Linked DNA regions of Gossypium hirsutum: region 1 is linked to region 2. Evidence: chromatin contacts called from public Hi-C data. All regions are on one chromosome and are shown on one strand. The core of a region is the stretch at or near the end of the contact, and the rest is flanking DNA. Distances in the headings are between cores, read along the strand shown. Region 1 holds the start of LOC107957022 (plant UBX domain-containing protein 1). Region 2 holds the start of LOC107957015 (serine/threonine-protein phosphatase 6 regulatory ankyrin repeat subunit B).

Evidence for each region. Hi-C and Micro-C count contacts between places; a contact is called where the count stands out from the background.
Region 1: a contact with region 2 is called in a Hi-C map of leaf, with 2.2 times the contacts expected there. The contact joins the promoter of LOC107957022 here to the promoter of LOC107957015 in region 2. A contact is called at or near these places in 2 of 34 Hi-C or Micro-C datasets (both in leaf).

Annotation. Positions count from the first base shown.
Region 1 is chrA05:85,217,166-85,222,919 of Gossypium_hirsutum_v2.1, reverse strand. It overlaps LOC107957022 (plant UBX domain-containing protein 1), which reads left to right and starts at 1,765. Exons shown (of 7, transcript XM_016892448.2): 1 at 1,765-2,013; 2 at 2,734-2,830; 3 at 2,940-3,008; 4 at 3,185-3,252; 5 at 3,336-3,465; 6 at 3,553-3,657; 7 at 3,769-4,207. The coding sequence starts at 1,930. The coding sequence ends at 4,013. LOC107957023 (a long non-coding RNA gene) reads right to left here and starts at 369. Exons shown (of 5, transcript XR_005926412.1): 1 at 1-369.
Region 2 is chrA05:85,081,524-85,086,924 of Gossypium_hirsutum_v2.1, reverse strand. It overlaps LOC107957015 (serine/threonine-protein phosphatase 6 regulatory ankyrin repeat subunit B), which reads left to right and starts at 3,637. Exons shown (of 3, transcript XM_016892441.2): 1 at 3,637-4,062; 2 at 4,195-4,929; 3 at 5,025-5,401. The coding sequence starts at 4,222. It also overlaps the pseudogene LOC107957017.

The DNA of each region.
Region 1 (5,754 bases), core at 516-3,015, 140 kb before region 2:
TAGGTAAATCGGCCATTGGAGCAATTACCAAAGATATACAAAGCAAAAAAGACAAATTTCAGGAGATTGAGTTTCATTTTGTCTCTAAAACAGGGAATATATACGCCCATGTTATTGCAAATGAGGCCCTAAAGAAGAGAGAAAGTTATTACTTGGTGGGAGGAATTCCAGAATGTGTTCGTCAAGCACTGGAGAATTTTCGGCCAAGGTATCCGGATTGAATGAAAGGGAAAATGAAAGCTTTTGAGAAGAGGTAGTAGAAAAAATTAAAAGTCATTATTGAAAACCTGCTATCATTAATGGTTAGGTCGGTGATGTGAAAAGACAGGGTCTATTAGTATCCAGCTGTCGATTTGACTGGTATAGGATAAGATTTGATTTTCTGATTTGATTTAGTTGAAATTGGACGAGTTGGGCTAGTTCCGTAAGTTTTAGGCCCAATTTTATTTAGTAGGCTTTTGTTTTTTTTTTAGTTATTCTTTTGATTAGTATCTTGTTAATGGACTTCAGTCCAGTTCTGTTCTATGTATTATTTCTTTTTATTAATAAATCCAGTCAGATCTTTTATTCAAATATATATATGATTTTTTATTTAATATTAGATTTATTTTGTTTTGTTTTTATTATTTGATATTTGATACTTTTATTATTATTCTATTTTAATATGCTCACTTGCACCATTGTGATTTTCTTTATCACGGTGTTTCAAAATATTATGTCTAATAAGTTGAAGTATCTCAAAATTTTGAAGTATTTTTTTTCTTTTGTAAGATGTTACTGGTTTGATTATTAATGTCAAATATAATTTTTTTTAAAAAATATTTAGTATTTAATATTTTACTATTGGTTGCTTTTTTTTCATTTTTTAAATATTTTATTTTATTTTTTAATTATTTTTTAAAATTAATCAACATTTATTATAAATTAAAGGATTAATATTAAATTTAATTTTCAATGTTTACATCTTTTATCAATTTTATCATTATTCTTTTTTTCATTAAATTTGACCCTCAGCCTTTCAAAAAAGAGACATTGTTTTTTTAACGAAAATACTAACTATAGCATTATTTTTTTAACAGTATTAGCATGACAATTCACATAAACTTCATGCTGACAAGACCCTATTTGTCTTATACGCTACGTCAACAAATAATTTAAATTTTACAAAAATAATAATAATAAATTGAGTACATGTGAATTGTTAAGCAGGCTACCATAATTAAAATTATAATGTTTTAGTTAGTATTTTCGTTAAAAAAATAATTCTACTCTTTTTAAAAGATTAATAATCAAATTCGATTTTTTTAAAAGATTGATAATCAAATTCAACTTTCCAAAATTGAATGTGTTGAATGTGTTTAATAAGTAAATGAAAAAAAATTTGTTGTAAATGTCATAATCATCAGGAATTGAATTCAATTTGTTTATTCCACAAGCCTTAAGTCAAATTGATGAACATCCTCCAACATTATTTTTTTGGTTTTCTAAATGTAAAAAAAAAAAAATTATCGATTAAGTTTTAATTTAATTAGTATAGAATAATATATTATTTTTAATGTAAGAAGATGTGAGTTTAAGTGTGTTGAAGGTCATATGAATAGTTCTAAGCATTATTCTAAAAGCAAAAGATATAATCAAAAAAAAATATAATAAAATTAATTAAAAAATTTCCATTTGAAGTTAGATATATGATAAAATGAAGTTTTTATTTGTAAGTAGGTGGATTAAATTAGAACATTGTTAGCCCAAAAGTTGAATTGGTCGAGCCCAAACTATCTTTGTTTTCTAAAAGAAGAAAGGAATAAACTAATAAGGAATATACTAGCAAGAAATTCCAAAGAGGCAAATCAAGCAAGCAGGAGCTTTTACAGAAGCAAGGCAACCCCGTACCCTTCCCAGAAAAAAAGGTGGAAATTTCATCTGCAGCTGATGATTGGAGATGGTTCTTCACCACTACCTTTAAATAGGAGGAGATTAACTAATATTGATTCCATGGAGGCTGCATCAGCTAAAGTCGGTCCTTGATTTAATTTTTGTTCTTGCTGTTCTATATGTTGTTTTTAAGTATTGGGTTGATCCGGGTTTTTACTTTGATTATCGATTCCTATGATGGGTCTGCATCCTCTTGTTTATGCAACTGAGTTTGTTTCTGTTTCTTTATTTTTAGATAGTGAAAGAAAGATTTAAGTCGGTGAATCATTATATATCTAGTTGAGCTCAAATCTTTTAACATGGATGATAACTGAAATTAGCTTAACTTTGATGGAATTAAACTTCATCTTGGTTTCCTTTTGCTATCTTTATCAAGAATAGTGGTTCATTCATGAAAGTTGGTCAGTAGCTTCTCTTTTGGTTTTTAGGTGAAATTGCTGTTAAAAAGTTTATACGAAGGTAAATTCCGGGGGTAATTCTTTCCCCTCTTTGTTTACTTCTTTGAGTAGCTTTTTTGTAGTAATCGTCTATAAGGAATGTCATGCATATGAAGTTGTTGAAACCCGGTTGGATTTGGACATAACCGTCTCGAAGGAACACCGACAGCTTTTTACATTATTCATATGGTTGTCATAAGTGTCAAGACAGATTTTGCTTTCCTTTATGTAATTATATTTGATGGAACTATACATTAGGACCTCTAATTCACGACTCCGTAACTCGCATGATATGTTGTATGCAGGTTGCTGTTACGCAATTTATTTATGCTTTTTTTTAATTATTTCATTTCTATGATTATAGGCTAAACTTGCTGCTGCAAAAGAGAAATTTGGACGAGAAATTCATGTCTTCGAAACTGAAGGACCATCGCCAATACAAAATGAAGTGCCCAGCACTGGTGCGAGCGACCCTGCAAAACATATTTTCAGACTTTTAACTTGCCTATTGACTAGAAGTGACAGTTCATTTCGTAAACTGATAAAATGCACTTATTTATTTTTGGGCAGAGGAGTCGGATGACGTCTATGAGTTCACAGCAGAAGATTATCATCGAGTAATGGCAACTAAAAAGGAAGGTACTTTTGGCAATGAACACAACTCATTTATCAATTTTATCCTCTAGCTTCATTTAGATATTTTTACCAGCTGATTTTGGGATTCATTTACGTTAAAATGACTCTGGCATGCTATGGCACACTTTTTTGTTAGAGATATATTTACACCATTTTAAGTGGATAAAATTTTGAAACAGATAACTACTTAAAGACACGAAAAATTCGAGAAGCAGAGGAGGCAGCCCGCAGATCAAGAGTAACAAAGGTCCTTGCTAATTGCTACTTGCCACACTTTTTGTGGGTCTTTTAGTTGTCTTGCCTTTGATAAGTTTCAATGTTCATGTGCAGGCTGTGATAAGGGTCCGCTTTCCTGATAACCACACATTAGAGGTCACATTTCATCCATCAGAAACAATTCAGTGCTTGTATGACCTTATCATGAGAGTGATTTCTCGACCGGATCTACCGTTCTATTTATGTAAGCTTATTTAAGTTGTAAAATACTAACTGTGGTGTTGGTTGTGAAGCCAATGCATTAAATGCCTATCGTCCAATCATGTTTCAGATACTACTCCTCCCAAGAAGCAAATAAAGGACATGACACAAGATATTTTCTCTACTGGTTTCATTCCGGGTGCAATTGTGTATTTTTCATATGATCTCCCAAAAGGTTAGTTATCTGACTTTTTCGTATGATCCCCCTCTTAGTTCCTTAGGTTGGAAGTTATCTGATTCCTCAAAATATGATTCACTCCGGTTAATGACACTTTGAAATGTTTAGGTGCCGATGCCACAGCTGCCAATTCAGCAGCCTTCCTTCTAGACGAAGTCATGTCTTTGAAAGGTTTGGAGGTCATAGCTGGTGCTGAGCAGGCAGAGGCAGTTCAATCTGCCCCAGAACCTGGTGTTGGTGCCAGTACAGTACCCTTCCCTATTGCCCAAACCAGCAAGAGAAAAAACCTGGGAGGCCAAAATGGTTTAAAATGTGAATCAAGCTTATTATTACAATTTCATATATCTCCATAGTGATACTGATTCTTGGCCACACTGAGTCGATCAAAATGCCAGATGACTATATAAGAAAAGGAGAAAGTTGTTAAATGGTGTTGAGCAGGTGATTCTTTTCAAGTCAAGGGTGTTAAAATTTGCAAAAGAACATCAAATGTGAATACTTGTTACAACTTCATTCATAATCTGATCCCTTCCCTCTGTTTCATTTTTATTCCTTCCAACTTCCAAGTGTTGGTAAGTTTCTTGAACCACAGGATGCTGCTTCATCATTTTGCTTTTGGAGTCTCAGTTGGCCTTAGAGTGAAATTTTGAATGTTCAAGAGTTTGTTTTGTTTGATAGCAATTATTTTCTCAAAACGCATGCATTATCCCCTTCTTTTTTATGCTCATAAACCAACAATAAAATATTTTTATTCATATTTAATGATTTTAGTAGATCTATTCATGGGCTGGGTTATTTTTTCAGGCTAAAAGGACTACTCAAAATTTAAAAGGGTTTGGGTAAAAATATTAGGTCAGAAAAATAGGTTTGAAAAAGAACTTAGACTCATTTAAAATATGGGTTGGACTTGGGCTTGAACATTCAAGGCTCAAGCTCGACTCCCTGACCAGTTTTATGTTATTTTTATATATTATGTAATTTAGAACACATTAAAAAAACAAGCTTATACTATATATATATAATATTCCTTTAATGTAAATATTAAAATAATGTTAAAGATGATTATATAAAAAATCTATTAAATTATTAAATATTAAAATAATATAATATAAATTTTTAAAAAATAATTAAAAAATAATATGGACGACTTAAAATGAGTTTGAGTTTGTTTTTTACAAATATAGACGGGTTTAGACAAATCTCTAAGTTTAGATTTTTGGTTGGGTCAGGCTTAGAAAATTATAAAATATATTAATATTGTACTTAAATCCGTCTCGGCCCGATTTATGAACACCATTAGATTTTAGTGACTTTCATTATTTTGATTTAACATTTTTAAAGGAATTTGATTAAATTGAATTATATGATTTTTTTTAAAATCATAAAAAAGCACACACTGAAAAGTCAAAAATAAATGGTAAGTATAGAATTGCAGGATTTTTTATTCTAAATCTAAAGTTACAAGATTCTTTTAAGTTTTTTTATACATTTTAAACTGAAAAAAAAATAATTGTTTTGAAATCTTAACTGGACCCTCCTAATCAGAGCCGTCCATTGCTCTTTTTCATCACGTCTGTTGATTATAATTGATATTATTTGGATCTTGAAATACCTGATGTCATTTTTATTTTATTCCCAGCGAAGGTTAAAAAGTGAGAGAACCGTTTTCATGATTCGCAAATTTGTTAGCGCCATTGTGTTTTTCTACGGTCCTCTCCTTCGTATATTATTGTATTTGCAATATACACCCTTTGACTCTTCTATTTTAATGTTTAAGCTTATCCTTATCTACTCTCTTTGGATTTCAAGCTCATGCTATTTAGTTTTTGTTTTTAATTGCCATATGAAAATTATACACAATTTCAATATTTTTTTATTCTTGCATTTTAAGTATGAGTTTGGCTAACTAAAGCTCCATCAAACGAAAAGGAAGCAAACTATTTTCATAATTCAAAATGTAACAACCTTTTTTTTTTAAATGGCTTTCATTGAAAAAGAGAAAAAAAAACCACAGGGGCAAGGCCCAAGTTCAAAGATAAAGGCAACAGAATACAACAGGGCCCCAAAGCAACTCGAAAAACACAAAAGGGAAAA
Region 2 (5,401 bases), core at 2,388-4,887:
GCATTCTTTCTCCTTGATATTTGCTCATCGCTTCAAGTTAAGATTTTGGATGAAGATATGATACTTCTTCAATATTGAAGTTATTGTTTACCTTGAGCACTTCGTAGGCCCAGTGTCATGCTATGAATGAGCTGTGATAGGGATTGGATACATTATAAATGGAGATTTACATGTTTTATTGTCTCTTTGGAAAGCAAAGTAGGATGCCGATATTTCTTGAATATTTATGACTGGTTCATGCCTGTGTTTTTTTTTAAAACTTCTTCAGCTTCAGCGAATGTGATAAGAAACTCTTTCCAGGCACTCTTTAGTTCTTATCTACTAAAGGAATAACCAATCTTGAGAACCTTCCTATATTTTTTTTTCTTAATTTCGTCATCTAGTAGCTTTGATTTCATGAATGAGCATCTTTGATTTCATGAATTAGCATACAAACTTTTTTGAGAAACTTCGCTCCTCAAAATGTTGAAGTGACAACTACAATGTCCTCTGTGGATCCTATCTGCCCGTATTTCTAAACCAGGTTGATGTATCAAACACATTTCCACATCAAACTAATGTACAGTGTTTACGAGTTTACCGCCTCTCTTTTTGGAGGGTCCAAGAATCATACCCATGTCTGTTTGAGGTGTCTGCTATGTCTCAAACTTGGGTATGGGCAAGAGTGAATAGTTGGAGTAAAACTGGATCCTATGAAGTGTTTAACCATTGTGGTTGTTATTAGATTCTCTAAGAACTCACTATTAGAGGATACAATTTACTTTTACCATAATTGTAGGGTGAATTAAAAAGGAGTTTATGTATTTCCCCTTCTATTATCAAAAAGAAAAAAAGAGGAGAAGGAACAAATGCTCATTGACTTGTGATTACTGTATATGACTTATGATTGATTGACTCCTTTGTCGGTGTTGTTTAGTTTTTATTATTGATTTTGCTTCACCCATATAATGGAATAAATCAAAAGATGCGTTTCTTCATTTTTTTTTAAGATATTTCTGCAATTATTGATATAAATTTTACAGGGATTAAAATCGTGGCATTAAATCAGATGAGATCATTAAAAAGTGTCATCATTGCCAAGAATGCAGTTGGCGTGGGACAACGAACATTAGCTGCTGGGGCTGGCAAAGCCTAGAAGGGCTCTAAAGGTGCAGCCATTGATGCACCAAAAGGATCAACACTCAGCAAAGAAGTCAAATCCACAACAGTGGTTGGTGCAAATATACTCGAGGATGGAGCAGATCCAAAGATATTCCCGGATTCTGAGTACCCCGATTTGCTGTGGCGTCTGCTGGATAAACGTCCAGCATTGAGTGAGCTAAGGAGGAAAGACATTGAAACACTCCCATACGAAGATCTTAAACGCTTTGTCAAGTTGGACAACCGAGCCCGGATAAAAGAAAACAATTCTGTCAAGGCCAAAAACTGATAGTAGTATAGAAATACTTTCTATTTAGCATTAGTTCTTTGGCAAGAATGATTCATCTGTTCTTCTGGGATTCCCTTTGTTGATTGATTTACATTGGGTAATGATGCAACCGGAATGAAGTAAAGAAGCTCGGAGGATTTTGAGGATTTATTTATCTCCAAATAAAGCTTTGCAACTTTGTTTGGCTTTCCCTTTTAGTGTTCTCTTTTCCCCTTAAAACCTTTAAGATTTATGTTTAGCATAAATAATTTACCATTTCCAAATGCAATAGAAATGTTCATTGCATCATTAGATTGGACCCCCAAGTCATAGACATTGCCATCGTAAGTTATTAAGTGGAAGCCACCTCTTGTTGCCCCACTTCCCCAACTTAGAAAAAAAAAAGAAGTGGTGCGGGGGTTCAGAGTCTATCCTTCTTTAGGAGATTCACTGTGATAGGTATATGCTTTTTTCCCTTTTTCTTCCCATATGTCAAGGACTTTGGTGGTCCATCTGTTCCCTTGAATAGACCATTGGTTCCCCTTTGGTGCAATATTGCTCTAATGAATCACAGTACCTTTTTCTCCTCTCCATGAACTGTAAAATGATTGTAGGCAGATAACTTGGTTAAGTCATTGTTGATAGCTGCATTTTTTCTTGTTTCCATTTTGTGTCTACCCTAGGTTCTTCAACCCACCCTTTTTTTACCCTCTTTTTATCCATCAATGAGTTACTGCTCTATCAATTCAACAAAATCGAGGTGTTTTACCGAGCAGGTTGGTCCAAGTATCTTGGTGAATCTTGTGTAGGCACCCTTTAGATTACCGATATATATATATATATATGTATGTACCTACATATAAAAGATGGAGACTGGAGAGGAAGTGGTTGGTTTTCACTATTCTGATAATGTGAAGATGAGCTTCATAACTCCCATTAAAGGTGCGAAAGAGACCTATAAGAACACAACTTAAGAAAGATAAAAAGGTGGGAAACAAGGGTACTGGAATTGGACATGACATGCATTATTGTTGATAAAGCATCAAACCCACCTTTTATTTTCAGCCTTTTTCAATTGTGCTAGTAGTAGTCATATAAAAGTTAAAGCTGCTTCTCACATGCTCTTCTCTTGCTTTTAGAGCTGTGCGATCTAAGTTAGTGTGTAGTTGGATTTCGGAGGTTATCACTCACCAAACATTCTTGATACCACAGCTCACCATATCTTCATTCTTCTCCTTGCAATCGTACTCTATACCTAGCTATCATGCTTCAATTCTTCATTTTTTAAAAACAAAAACTCGTGCCCACTGCATTTTTAGACGTGTAATTAAAATATACTTATCTTGAGCATATACCCGTATATGATATTTACACGTAAAATAAGTCCAAACTAAATAAAGTGTACTTCTGGACTTTTCTTCTCTACATGCTCCTGAAACCTAGCACATGCCATGTATGACATGAGCATAAGAAGCAATGAACAATATAAACAGCTCAGTTTCAAGCTACAATCATGAGTTTGATCTTCCATCATGTTCCATGATGTTTTTGAGTAGGCAAGTGGTCAAAGTTTTTCTTTTAATTATAACCTTCTCTCAATATATGAAAAAAAATCCATATTCGATAAGTGTCGATCTTCAATAATCATATCTGAATTTGAGTAACCTATCAAATAAATAACAATGAAATGGGAGATGGAGCTGTGAACCAAGTGTTATCCAAGTTTTTGTAGCTCGATCCTTGTTATAGGATTGAGAAGGCCGGTGGCACACTTTAAAAGACTTTGACATGCCTATATTTAACACCAAGGCCGGTGGACCGACGACAACAATTGCCGGTGGACTTTTACCAAATAAAAAGATTTTAGGGTCAGAAAGGTGAGATTGTTGAAGCCTTCCACTCTTCCTAATCTAGAAATTTAGAATTAAGTTCCCCAAGTTATTTAAACTTAACTAGAATTAACAATTTTTGGTTTTGATTAACTAAATTAACTATCAAAGGACCAATTAATCAATAACTAAAGGGACCATTAAACAGTTGAAAATAACATAACACTTCATAAAGCATAATTAACTTGTTCCACAATTAACTCAAACATCTGTCTGTATCCACAGTAAAAAGTAAAATCACCACTTTTCATGCAAAAAAAGGCAGTAAAACCTCACATGGTTTGATCATCATTAACACCACAGTTAAAAAGGAATCTTACCTAATTCTAATATTATTTTATTTTAATTTTTTACTAGTATATTTGGTCTCCACTTTGAATAACCCAAGAATCTGTGGAAAACCAATATGCTCTTTTTTTTCCATGTACTGTTATTTTCTTGGAACAGTTTTGATTCTGGCCTTTTAACTATTTTATTCCAAACAAACCCTTTTTCTTCAAGTGCATGCCTTCTTTCCTGTCTTCAACTTTTGTGAGAGTTATGATTACTAATTTCCCCTTCTTATATCATTAAATCTCACCTCTTTGGCTATCAAAGAACTTGGAAGAAAATTATTTATTTCCTTCACATGTTTTGATGTTCTTCATTCTCTCTTCAGGGTTGGTTGTTCTTCTGGTTTTCTTTTTGTGCTTTTAGTTTTTGATGCAGGTAGTTCAACTGCTTCAATTAATAAAGTCTTAAACCCTTCTCTGTGTGCCTTTCTAGGTAGGCTTTTAATGATTCTCTTTATTTAAGCTTTACTTTCATAGTTGTTATTAGTTGAGCCTTTCTTTTTTTGAATTCAGTAGGGCCTTCCTCTTGTCTGTGCTTACCTATAGAATTTGTTCATCTTTGTAGGTAAAACTTCATTACTCTCTCTTCAAAATGCCTCCTACATATTTGCCTCTTCGTTGGGAAAGCACTGGGGATCAATGGTGGTATGCATCTCCCATAGATTGGGCGGCAGCTAATGGCCACTATGATTTGGTCCGAGAGCTTCTTAGGATAGATGGCAATCACCTCATCAAGCTGACCTCTTTGAGGAGGATCCGCCGCCTTGAAACGGTATGGGATGATGAGGAACAATTTGATGACGTTGCTAAATGTCGTTCCCAAGTTGCTAGGAAACTTTTTCTTGAATGTGAATCAAAGAAATCAAAGAATTCCCTTATCAGAGCTGGCTATGGTGGATGGCTTATATACACGGCTGCCTCAGCAGGAGACTTGGGTTTTGTTCAACAACTGCTTCAAAGAAACCCACTACTGGTTTTTGGAGAAGGGGAGTATGGTGTTACTGATGTACTTTATGCAGCTGCAAGGGGTAAAAATTCTGAGGTTTTCAGGCTTATATATGATTTTGCAGTCTCACCAAGGTTTTTGGCAGCCAAAAGGGACGGATTTGAGGAGCACATTGGGGAAATTCCTTCTGTTTATAAATGGGAAATTACAAACAGAGCTGCTCATGCTGCTGCTAGAGGAGGAAATTTGAAGGTTTTGAAGGATCTTCTTAGTGATTGCACTGATATTTTGGGTTATAGAGATAAGCGTGGCTCAACTATATTGCATGCTGCTGCTGGCAAAGGCCAAGTTGAGGTTAGGCTCAAACTATTCTACCATATGTTAATCTTAAGTTTTTACCTTACTAATTTGTTTACCTTACTAATGAAAACATTGTTTCATTTCTATAGGTTGTCAAATATCTGGTTGCATCTTTTGATATCACGGACTCCATAGATGAACAAGGCAACACAGCTCTGCATATTGCTGCTTACAGGGGTCAATCAGCTGTTGTTGAGGCTTTGATTCTTGCATCCCCTTCATTGATCTCTGTAACAAACAAGGCTGGGGAAACGTTTTTGCATTTGGCGGTGTCTGGTTTCCAAACACCGGCTTTTCGAAGAGTGGACCGACAAGTTAATCTTATGAAACGACTGGTACATGCAAAAAATTTCAGCATGGAAGACATTGTTAATGCTAAAAACAATGATGGGAGGACTGCTCTCCACATGGCCATCATTGGGAATGTTCATACTGATCTAGTTGAACTCCTGATGTCTGCAAAATC